2 separate regions of the Rattus norvegicus genome follow, and region 2 is linked to region 1. A link is a contact called in public Hi-C data. All regions are on one chromosome and are shown on one strand. The core of a region is the stretch at or near the end of the contact, and the rest is flanking DNA. Distances in the headings are between cores, read along the strand shown.

Region 1 (5,301 bases), core at 1,586-4,085:
TGTACGGGTGGCTCAGCTGGCTTCCCTCTGCCACCGAGCGATCACATACATTATTTCCCCCAAGATAACACAATCAAACTTGCATTTACCGATATCCTCTCTTCGCAGCCGGCTTGAGATGTGTTTTAATAAATAAGTGTTTTATGTGAATGATGTAGTAATTGAAACAGGCGCCCCAGCTCCCCCCTCCCTCCGTCCTGCGGGAGGTTCCGCAACCCCAATCTGCTTGGAAAATAAAACGCTTTGTCTCCACCGCCACCCCCCATAGCACCCCCACCCGCGCTCAGTGTGTGTTTTATACGTGTGTATATCTCAACCCCCTACAGTAGCCAAGAGAAAGCAGCTAACCAATGAGAGAGCTCAGTTTCATAAAAGCTGCTCTCTGATTGGCCCTGCGCGAAAGGGCATTGGGAACAAAGAAAAGTCCCTTTCAGGTATACAGGCTGAGAGCTCCTTTGGCTCCACTCCCCCTGTGCGTGTGTTGTGTTTCAGTTCTGATTTCACTGTTCCAGAACAAGCTTGGTGTGTGTGTGTGTGTGTGTGTGTGTATGCACCGGGGGGATTTCTGTGTTCTGGCTTTTTGCTTTATTTTTGTTGTTTTTTTATTTTTATAAAAAAAATACACGGGACGGTCTGTGACATTTGCTGGTCCATCTTTAATAAAAAAAATTGAAGAAATTATAATTTCCAAAATAAAGCGGCTGCAACCAAACACACTCAATGCAGTTAGAAGGAAAAGGTCAACTCGCTCCCATACAGACCGTAAGTACGGTTGCGTGGTGTGTCGCTATATAGCACTTTAGTGGGGTTTTCATGCAGGGGAATGTGAGAGTTTTATGCATTGAAATGAGGAACTAGTTACAGGGTTTGGCTATGCATTTAGAACAGCCCAAGAACGGTGAATTTTATTCAGTGGAGGCTGACTTTGTAACTTCTTTAGACAAATTAAGCTTGACTGGGCACTTGGGCTAACTTAGAGTAAATTACCTTTTGGGCTCTAACCCAAAGGAGACTAAGAGTGATTCAGTTACACACCCTGGTCCTCCCTGTCAGGTCTCCTGCGCACCTTCCCCCTCCTTTCCTCTTCTACCGGAGCTGAGCTGACCCCCGCCCAGACCGAGCCAGGCAAATGGGAACCCGGGTAGAACAAGCTGATTTCTCTCCTGTCACATCCCCCTGCTCAGTAATTTAATAGTAAACTAGGGAATATTCATCCATTACATGTAATGACTGTAACTACCATTTTCCACCTTCTTAAAAAAGGGGGGGGGGCAAGAAGAAAAAAAAACATTAAGAGAAGGTGTGTGTGTGGGGGGGAGCCCCACCCAACCCAAACAAACCCACAAATAGTAACAATGGTGTGTTTATTACAAGTCCCTGTTTGGGAGCTAGCAAAATGTTTTTCTTTGTTTAATACATGGTGGGGGGGTGTTTCCTAAAATCCCAGCAGCTCCGAGGTACTCTGCCCTCCCCCCAGGCGTCCTCCGCTTTGGCCCCTTGGGAAAGCCGACAAATTGGAGATCAGTTGAGGAAAGGTTTATAAGCTGTTTCTTTAAAACATCTGCTTTGCTCTTGTGGCCATTACATTTCCCTCCTTCCGAACTTCCGAGATGGCTGAGAAATGTTTCACATTCATAACTTGTAGCTTCGCCCACTGTAGGGCGTGCGGGGGGAGAGGGGGTTGCAGGGGGAAGGGAGAAACCTTCAGCTTTTTTTTTTTTAAAAGACCAGATCAGTATTTTCTTGATACGCTTGTCACCATTTTTGTTCTCACGACAACCAATTGAGCCCTTGATCCTCACGTGATGTGAAAGGCTTGCACTGTAACAAAACCGCTCCTTTTAGATGGTTGGTGTTGCTAACGCGCCCATCCCCCTCTCCCAGCCCCGACATTTCCAGCAAAGCGACTCTCCACTTCCAATCCATCAACAATTCATTACTGCTTTTAGCTTCCAAACGCCAGCTAATTAAAAATACTAAGCCAAGCTCCGAGGCCATCTGACTAAACACAGGAGGGGGTGGGCGAGAGGTGGAGAGAGGAGGAAAAAAAAAATAGAGACGCACTGTTTGCTGCGTGTAGAGAAAGAGAAATTGTCCTGGAGAAAGGTCGCCTTAAAAAAAAAAAAAACCTTTTTGACTCTAATTATCGAATTACCACATGACAGATCGGCTTGCGCGGCGGAGGATTTTAACCCCTCCTCGGGGACTATTCTAAGAACTCGGTTCTTTTTTTCTCAAAAACAACATAAAACAGGAAAACATCACATCCTTCAGGTTTCCAAGGCAGCCCCTTTTAGACGCCGTTATTTTCCCCGCTCCACCGCCCCCCGCCCCGGGCGAAAGCTGCTCTAACTGGTTTATCAGCTCCCTGCACAGTCTGCTCCCTCCTCCTCCACACCTTTCTTTTTCTCCTCCAGCCCAGCGCCTCATCCCACCCTTTCTTCCTCCTCCTCCTCCTCCCCATCCTTTCACCCCCTCCTTAAGTTAGTTGGAGAAATCAAATGTCAGGACGAGCGGAAAAATGCCACTTCCCGACTAACAGGCGGAATCCAGCCCAGATTTTCAGTCCTTTCTTCTTATTCTTTCTTCCCTTTCACTAATTTATCCCGATGTTAGCACATTCTGTCTCGTTACTAGAGGACGCCTGTAGGTTTGCTACATGAGATCATTACTTACTGATCACGGTGACTCTGAAGTCTGCAACCGAAAGCGGAATGAGAAGTTCGGAAAAGTTTTTTCTCTAATTCTCTCTCTCTCTCTCTCTCTCTCTCTCTCTCTCTCTCTCTCTCTCTCTCTCTCTCTCTCTCCCTCCTTCCTTTCCCTCCCCTCCCCTCCCCCTCTCCTCTCCCTCTCTCTCAACACCCTATTATTCTGAATGCTTGTTAAGAGGAAAAACACCCTTCGGTGCTTGGGTTGCGAATGTGAAGCATCTCTCAGCTGCACAGTGACACATTTTTTTTTTTTTTTTTTTTTTAAGGAGAAAAGGACTCCAGAGCTTTTTGCCAAAAGGGGGATGGGGAAGTGGAATAATGTTACTGAGTGATTATTTTGGCTGGGATGTGTTACTTGCTTTCTTCCTTTTTGATCATTTGGTGTTTAAGTAAAATGAAGCACACGGTTGTGTGCCTAGTGGACTGAGAAATGTTTTTTTTTTTTATTTGCGGGCCTAATTAAAAAAATGATAAAGGATTTAAAGGTAAGCATTCTCTCTCTCTCTCTCTCTCTCTCTCTCTCTCTCTCTCTCTCTCTGCGTGCCTCTGTATGTCTTTCTCTGTATATTTATTTATTTTCTTGACAATCAACTGTTAAAAGGGGACTGATCCCTTTAAAAAACTGTTTTAACTGCTCTTTGTCAAACACACACTCATTTGTGGTCACTGAGGCCACCTTGGCGCAGATCACTTAAAGTGTACGTCTTAATCAGTTTCCCTACAGACAGTAGCACCATATTTAACTGACTGAGCAGTTCTGTGACCCAGGGGTATGGCAAAATTATTTAGATGGATTTTTCTTTTTTTCTCCAGAAGACAGATATTTAACCTTTCCTCTCACACTGTCTTTTTACTGAGAAAAATACTCTTAAAGAGGTCTGTGCATATTTCATGAAGAATTGTGTAGCTGCTCAGGAAGGAGGGTGGTGGGTATGTGTGTGTGAGGGGAACTACTGTTGTTTTTCTGTTTCTTGTGGAGAACAAAACCTAGGTTGTCTAGACAATTTGTAAGAAGTATTAGAATTAGAAATAAGGAAAACTTAGTGACATTTTGAATACTAGTCCTAGAGAACTTTGAGGGCCTCTTTTTGTTTTTGTTTTTTTGTATGTTTTGTTTTGTTTTTACATTGCAAGACCCAGGACATGTTTAGGGGATGTTGAACAGGGTGTTTTTCTTGTATGAATGTCCAGGATCTTTTCCTGGGGTTGAAATAGCACGTGTGCCAGGCAAAAAAATAAAAATGTTCAACTTAAAAAAAAAAGCCACAAAAACCTTTCTGGGCTTGAATCAGATCCTTGGAGATATTTTAATGCTTTTAAAGAACTGGCTATCCCCCTGCTGTTTAGAGGGATTTTCGTTTTAGCTACTGTAAGATGTTTATTGTCAGGGGGGTGGTTTTCAAGTCTGCCAGTTTTCCTTTAAACCTGGTATTGGACTCTGAAAACGATAATGAGCCCCCTCCTCTCTGTCCTTCCTTGTGTCCCTTACTCACTCCCCAGTATTAATGGTTTTCTATTCCGGTAATACCCAGACAAGAAATATTCGACTTTTTCCCCCCTCTACAGGAGAAGGTGGACCTAGAGTGGAGGGAGTGAGATCCCGGACACATTTTTGGGGCAGGAAAAAGAAGAGGAAAATTGGAAGAATTTTTTTTTCTTTAAAAGAAAGCCCAGAGGAGCTAAACGAATGTCCCCTCATCTCTCAAGGAAAGTTCATTGGATTTTTAATCTCGAGAGCTCATCTTCAGGATGTCCGTGAACGTTTCGACTGCAGGAAAAGGTGTGGATCCAAATACAGTTGATACTTATGACAGTGGCGATGATTGGGAAATCGGGGTTGGAAATTTAATCATTGATTTGGACGCCGATTTGGAAAAGGACAGACAGAAATTTGAGATGAATAATTCCACCAACACCACTACCAACAACACTAAGGATTGTGGAGGTCCGGCCTCCAATGGGACCTGTGCTACCTCAGCCTTAGCTGATGGCCTAAAATTTGCTTCTGTTCAGCCCTCCGCTCCCCAGGGGAATTCACACAAAGAGACCAGCAAATCAAAAGTGAAAAGGGCTAAAACTTCTAAGGATGCTAATAAATCTCTGCCTTCTGCTGCCTTGTATGGAATTCCCGAGATCAGCACTGGCAAGAGGCAGGAAGTCCAAGGGCGCCCTGGAGAGGCTACTGGCATGAATTCAGCGCTGGGTCAAAGTGTGAGCGGCGGCGGCGGCGGCAACCCAAACAGCAACGGTACCAGCACCGGGACCTCGGCTGCCACCGCGGGGGCAGGCTCCTGTGGGAAAAGCAAGGAAGAGAAGCCAGGGAAAAGCCACAGTAGCCGAGGCGCCAAGCGGGATAAGGATGCTGCGAGATCCCGGAAAGACAAGCACGACGTGCTGCAGGGCCACCAGAATGGCGGAGGAGGCCAGGGCCCCTCCGGTGGTGGTCACCTCTATGGCTTTGGGGCCAAGAGCAATGGAAGTGGCGCGAGCCCCTTTCACTGTGGGGGCGCTGGGAGTGGCAGCGTCGGAGCTGCAGGGGAAGTTACTAAAACTGCTCCGGATTCAACGCTCATGGGAAACTCTATGCTGG
Region 2 (5,301 bases), core at 746-3,245, 970 kb before region 1:
CCTTCTGAGCTCAGAGAGCTCATACCTGTAATCCCAGAATGTAAAAGATTATAGTAAGAGTATTGCAGAAAGTCTGAGGTAAACCTGGGCTATTTAGTGGACTCTAGGCCAGCCTAGGTTAGACGGTGACAACAAAATCTAACAACCAGACAAAGATGGGGCCTGGTGACAGCAGGGCTATAATCACAGCTACTTTGTAGTTAGAGGTAAGAGAACTTCAAGTTTGAGTTAACCTGGGTTACAAAGTGAGTTCAAGGCCAACCTGGACAACTTAGTAAGATTCTGTCTGTAAAGATTCAGGGGTGGGGCTAGGTTCAATCCCTAGGACTGTAAGGAAGCCAAAGGAAAGAACTACTACAGATAGTGCAGCTGGATATCTGCTTGTCTGAATGGTGTCCAAGAAATGAGTTGTGCAAGGGGAATTCTTAGTGCTTGATGGAAAACATCAGAAAACAGGAGTCTCATGACCTTGGTTTCTTTAAAAACATGGAATTGTTCTTGGAATATGCTTTTGTGCTCCTTCCAGTTGTGGTGGAGAGGAGTGAGTTTACTCCAGCTGTTGTTATGGAAAAACATGTTTTTGCCACGTGTGGATTGTTTTTGTGATTGAACAAGAACGGTCTGGTGATTCTTCTTAACCCTCAGGAGTACAACTTGCCTGATGCTCTGACTAGAGGTGGCTAACGCATGGTTCCTTAGTTCACCTTATTTTCAGGCCTCGTTCTTCCAGGTTCAAGCTTCCAATTAGAGTTGATGAACATCCGGAGGTAGTTTTAGATATGTCTGAAATCAGATGAGTGGGCTTAGCTTTGGTGAGGTTGGTACCCACACATACAAATGCATGCTCAGGACATTGTCTGAGGCCAAACAAATTTGATGTACTACTAGAGTGGCCTCTGCACATCCTCTGCACAGATAGACATATGTGTGGGGTATAACATGAAAATTAAACCACAGTAATGTATTAGAAGAAAGGGAAGGACCGAGCACAGGTAATAGGCACAGGTTATGGAGAAGGATGTAAAGCTGAGTGTTTTTCTAGTTCTAACTCTGTCATGGGTTATTTTTCACTGTGGTGGAGGATGGTTCGTAAGATAGATCCAATAGTGAAGGTGCAAAATGTAACACGAAGCGCCTCAGCTTCCAATTTTAAAGGCTCCTGTAACTATTCTGAAGCTCACTGAGGTGTATAGTTTTTGAGTCTGCTTTATTTAGGGGGTACCATTTTTGTTTGGAATCTGTTTAATAATAAAATAGAAAATAAATTTAATGACATACTCCTGCTATCAAATTATATCATCATTTTCTTCTCTAAAGATATTGAGGAACATATCCTTTTGCATTTTAGTTTTTGAAAATGGATGTAAATAGGAAATAAGTAATGTAATCAGGTAAAAATTATAAACTGCTATGTCATTGGATAGCAAAAGTAATGTGTAGCACAGAAATCAGCTACAGAGACACATTCAGTTCAACAGTTGAACAAACCTTGGAGAGTAGCTATTTACTGCTCACACTGTTCTAGTGGAACAGGCCAGTGAATGAAACAGACAAAGGTCCCTGCATTTGTGGAGTTTATATTCTAGTAAAAGTGGCTAATAATAAAATGTGGGCATAATTGCAAGAATAGAGAAAAGGACACAGCATGGGTACTGGAACTCAAACTCGAGTTTTCTGTAGTGTGCTCTTAACCTCTAAGCTACCTATCCAGGCATTGTCCTTGTTATATTAACACTGCCTACCACTTTTAGCATAAAGGTCTCATAATTTCAAAAATTTAGGCCGGAGGGGATTATAAAAACTATTTTCCATTACTAATACCCAAATCTTTCACATTTGTACTTCTCGAGAGAAAGGGATTTACTCTGGATGATTTGGAATTTTAGGATGCAGTTTCATAATCCTATTTCTGGCAGGATCCTGTCTCTTAGGACATGTCAGAGTTCTTACTGTGTTGAAAATAGCATTTGGCTTTTGTACCACCAGAGCACAGTGCATAAGAACATGGTGTTGCTCATTTGTAATGCTCTATACTGCTCAGACGGCAGCTGTGTGAGCTTATATCTTCTCTCACTTGTAGTGCCTGCCTGTTAGTGTTTGACTGAATAGGTACTGGAAAGGGTAGTGTTGTTTGTGAACTATAACAAAGCAGCCATGAAGCCTACGGGAACTTTCATTTCTTACAAGGTCAAGGGGAAAGAAATATCACAGTGATAATGGTCTTGTGGGATGTGCTACACCTTTCAGACAAATCTTTCAGTATTAATTTGATTTATTTGATTTTATATCTTCAAAGAAATGGAAGGACCCATCCTTACATGGAAATGTTGAACAGGGCTGGTTCTAGAAATGCTTCCAATGTTGGCTTGTAACTAAGTAAAAGGCTCTAGTTCATAATGGTTAAGCTATATATATATTTTTCATGAGTAGACTACTATTATTTTAAACCAAATAAGTACATGACCTTTTGAAGAAATTTATGTTCCTTAGTAAAAGTCTAGAGTAAGAGCTAGAGCGTCTAGATTATGCAAGACTGGGTTGGATCCTCAAGACAGAAAGAGAAGAGTTTCAGTGAAACAGAAATCTGGAGCTTCAGGAACACACACCACGAGTTTGGGAGGGTTTCCTCCCAGCTTTGGTGACAGGTGTCAGTTTTATCTTCCAAGTGCTGAATATGTCCTGCTGACAGTCAGTGAACTCAGTGGACCATGTCACAATGCTATAGCGTTGCAGAACACATCACTTGAGCTCTGCCTGTGTCATCATCTCACAATGATGACAGAGTCTCCTGAAGAAAAATAGTCTCAGTGTTTGCTGCAAAATATTGCAGAGAATTCTTACAGTCTAGAAAGTATGAAGACCAAAGTTGCTTCCTGTTTCTCCTCAGTTAATACAAAAATGAATATAAAAAGAACCTCTAGATTTTCCATTCAAAAGATTCATATTATTCTAGTTTTTTCTCAATCTTGTTCAATATAAAAATATATAAATTGGTATTATATTTAAGCAGTACCAATATTTCAAGATTATTAACTAAGCTTATTCAGTTAATGCTTAATGGACATTGCTCAATGTTTTTAGTTAGTTCTTCTAATTCTTTTATTTCTATTTTTAATATTATGCATATATTTGTGTGTGGATGTGTGTGTGCATGTGATTACAGGTGACTGTAAAAGCCAGAGGCATTGGATTCCCTTGGAGCTGAAGTTCCAGAAAGATGTTAACTGCCTCACATGGGTGCTGGGAATTGAACTCAGGCCCTTTGGAAGGACAGTATATGTCCTGAACTACTGAGTGGTCTTCCCAGCCCCAATTTTAGGATTTTTTTTTCAATCAAGAATGGAAAAGGAACAGAAAACAAACTGATTTCAGTTAGGGTGATTGGAAATCACTGACAGAAATTTTGTCTTACATTCAGAAATTTGTTAATTCATTTTTTAATTAAAATTTACTTTGTAACTTCTCTCTATGTCTAATACAGCCACACTCCTTTCACCTGCCGTGAGGATAAGTTGTTCAGATAACATATATGGGTGAGAATATATGGGTTATGTCTTGCTGCCGGGCTTAAACAGAAAGGCTCCAACTTAACCCACACTGTTCCAAGTGGTAGGATTTTATTCTCTTGTCTGAGTTGAGCTCTGTGGTGCTTATGCACCACGTTCTATTTATCAGTGCAAGTGTTGTTCGTATTTAGTTTGATTTTATAACTTGGCTATTGTCAATAGTTCTAAAAATGTTAAGTGAGGTGGTCTCTCTGCCATATTGATTTGTTTTCATTTGTCTATACATAGCTAGTAGTGGGATTTCTGGGTCCAATGATCTAGATCCAGTTTTAATTTTTAAGGGAACTTCATACCTTTTAAACAAGGTTGAACTAACTTCTGTTCTTACCACCAGTGTACAAAAGTCCCTTTCTCACATTGTGACCGCCACCTGTTACCTTTCAGCATTTATTGTCTGTCTGTCTGTCTGTCTGTCTGTCTGTCTCTCTCTCTCTCTCTCTCTCTCTCTCTCTCTCTCTCTCTCTCTCTCTCTCTCTCTATGTGTCCGTGTGTGTGTGTGTGTGTACCTGCATGTGAGTGCTGGCACTCAAATACCATGACATGCAGGCATGAGAAGGCAACTTTACGTGTTGGTTTTCACCATCCAACTCTGAGGTAGAATCTCCAGTTATTCTCTACTGTGTTTGAAAAGCCAACTGGTTTTTCACTCATGTTTTTGCAGTGAGTGCTTTTCCTGACAAGCCATCTCCTCAGCCTTCTTTAGTCTTTTTGACAATAACCATCTTTACTGAGACGAGGCATGCTCAGCTTGGTTTGCATTTGTCTTTCTCTGAGTCACTAATGCTGAATATTTTTATACACCTCTTGGCTTTTTATATATCTTCCCCCTCTTCTGTTTTCCTCATTCTCTCTCTCTCTCTCTCTCTCTCTCTCTCTCTCTCTCTCTCTCTCTCTTCTCTCTCTCTCTCTCTCTCTCTCTCTCTCTCTCTCTCTCTCTCTCTTATAACTATCCACTTAAATTTGGTCATTGTTAATTGAGCTATGTGTTCTTTCCTAATGAGCCTTTTTTTAGTGACCTGACATTCTGGATATTAAGTTTCTGTCTGAAGTGTGGATGCCACTTACTGTCTCCTATTCTGCATATTATTCCTAATTTTCCTTACACAGGCATAAATAAGTTCATGAACGTCATGATTCATCATAATTCTCTTTGATAAGAAATAAATATTCTAAAGATACCAGGAAATCTATGACTGCTAGCATGACCTTCCTTTATATTTTAAATTTCATGAGAAGAAAGTGAGTCATTCTAAGAACACCATTGACTTTGAGACTACCTCTCATACTAAGTGTTCTCCATTTATGAGTACGAGGGAAGAACAGAAGAACCCTTCCGAGCAACACTGCATACTAAAGAGTACACGCTAATGCTGGGCACAGGAGTGCTCGCTTTTAATCCCAGCACTTGGGAAGCAGAGGCAAGTTGATCTCAGTGAATCCAAGGGCAGCCTGGGCTACAGAGAGAAACCCTGTAAAATAAAATAACATAAATAAAAGTACGGGAGAAAGAGAGAGAGAGAGAGAGGCAGAGAGAGAGAGAGAGAATGCACGCTAACTGTAAAAGAATAGTCTTACTTTTGTTTCTTTCCCTTTTTAATATTAGTACTTACAAGAACACAATAGAACTTACAAATTCTATTTCTAGATATACTCATTATCATAGCTGATAACTACAATACTGATCAAATTCAAACTTCAATCTAGGAGAAACAGAATCAACAGAGGTAACATTTTT

What was found. Hi-C and Micro-C count contacts between places; a contact is called where the count stands out from the background.
Region 2: a contact with region 1 is called in a Hi-C map of psoas muscle, with 2.8 times the contacts expected there. The contact joins the enhancer-like site here to the promoter of Zfp608 in region 1. A contact is called at or near these places in 2 of 12 Hi-C or Micro-C datasets (Schwann cells and psoas muscle) and 1 of 1 datasets of contacts at active chromatin or transcription factors (oligodendrocytes).

The regions. Positions count from the first base shown.
Region 1 is chr18:50,606,156-50,611,456 of GRCr8, reverse strand. It overlaps Zfp608 (zinc finger protein 608), which reads left to right and starts at 2,835. Exons shown (of 10, transcript NM_001107378.2): 1 at 2,835-3,196; 2 at 4,278-5,301. The coding sequence starts at 4,461. LOC108348794 (a long non-coding RNA gene) reads right to left here and starts at 2,769. Exons shown (of 5, transcript XR_005496361.2): 1 at 2,677-2,769.
Region 2 is chr18:51,572,710-51,578,010 of GRCr8, reverse strand. No RefSeq gene overlaps it. Among named protein-coding and RNA genes, the nearest start is that of Gramd2b, 510 kb to the left of the region's middle. Within about 2 kb of position 1,995, at least 3 of the 93 cell types and tissues checked have an H3K27ac peak or open chromatin away from gene starts, as enhancers often do.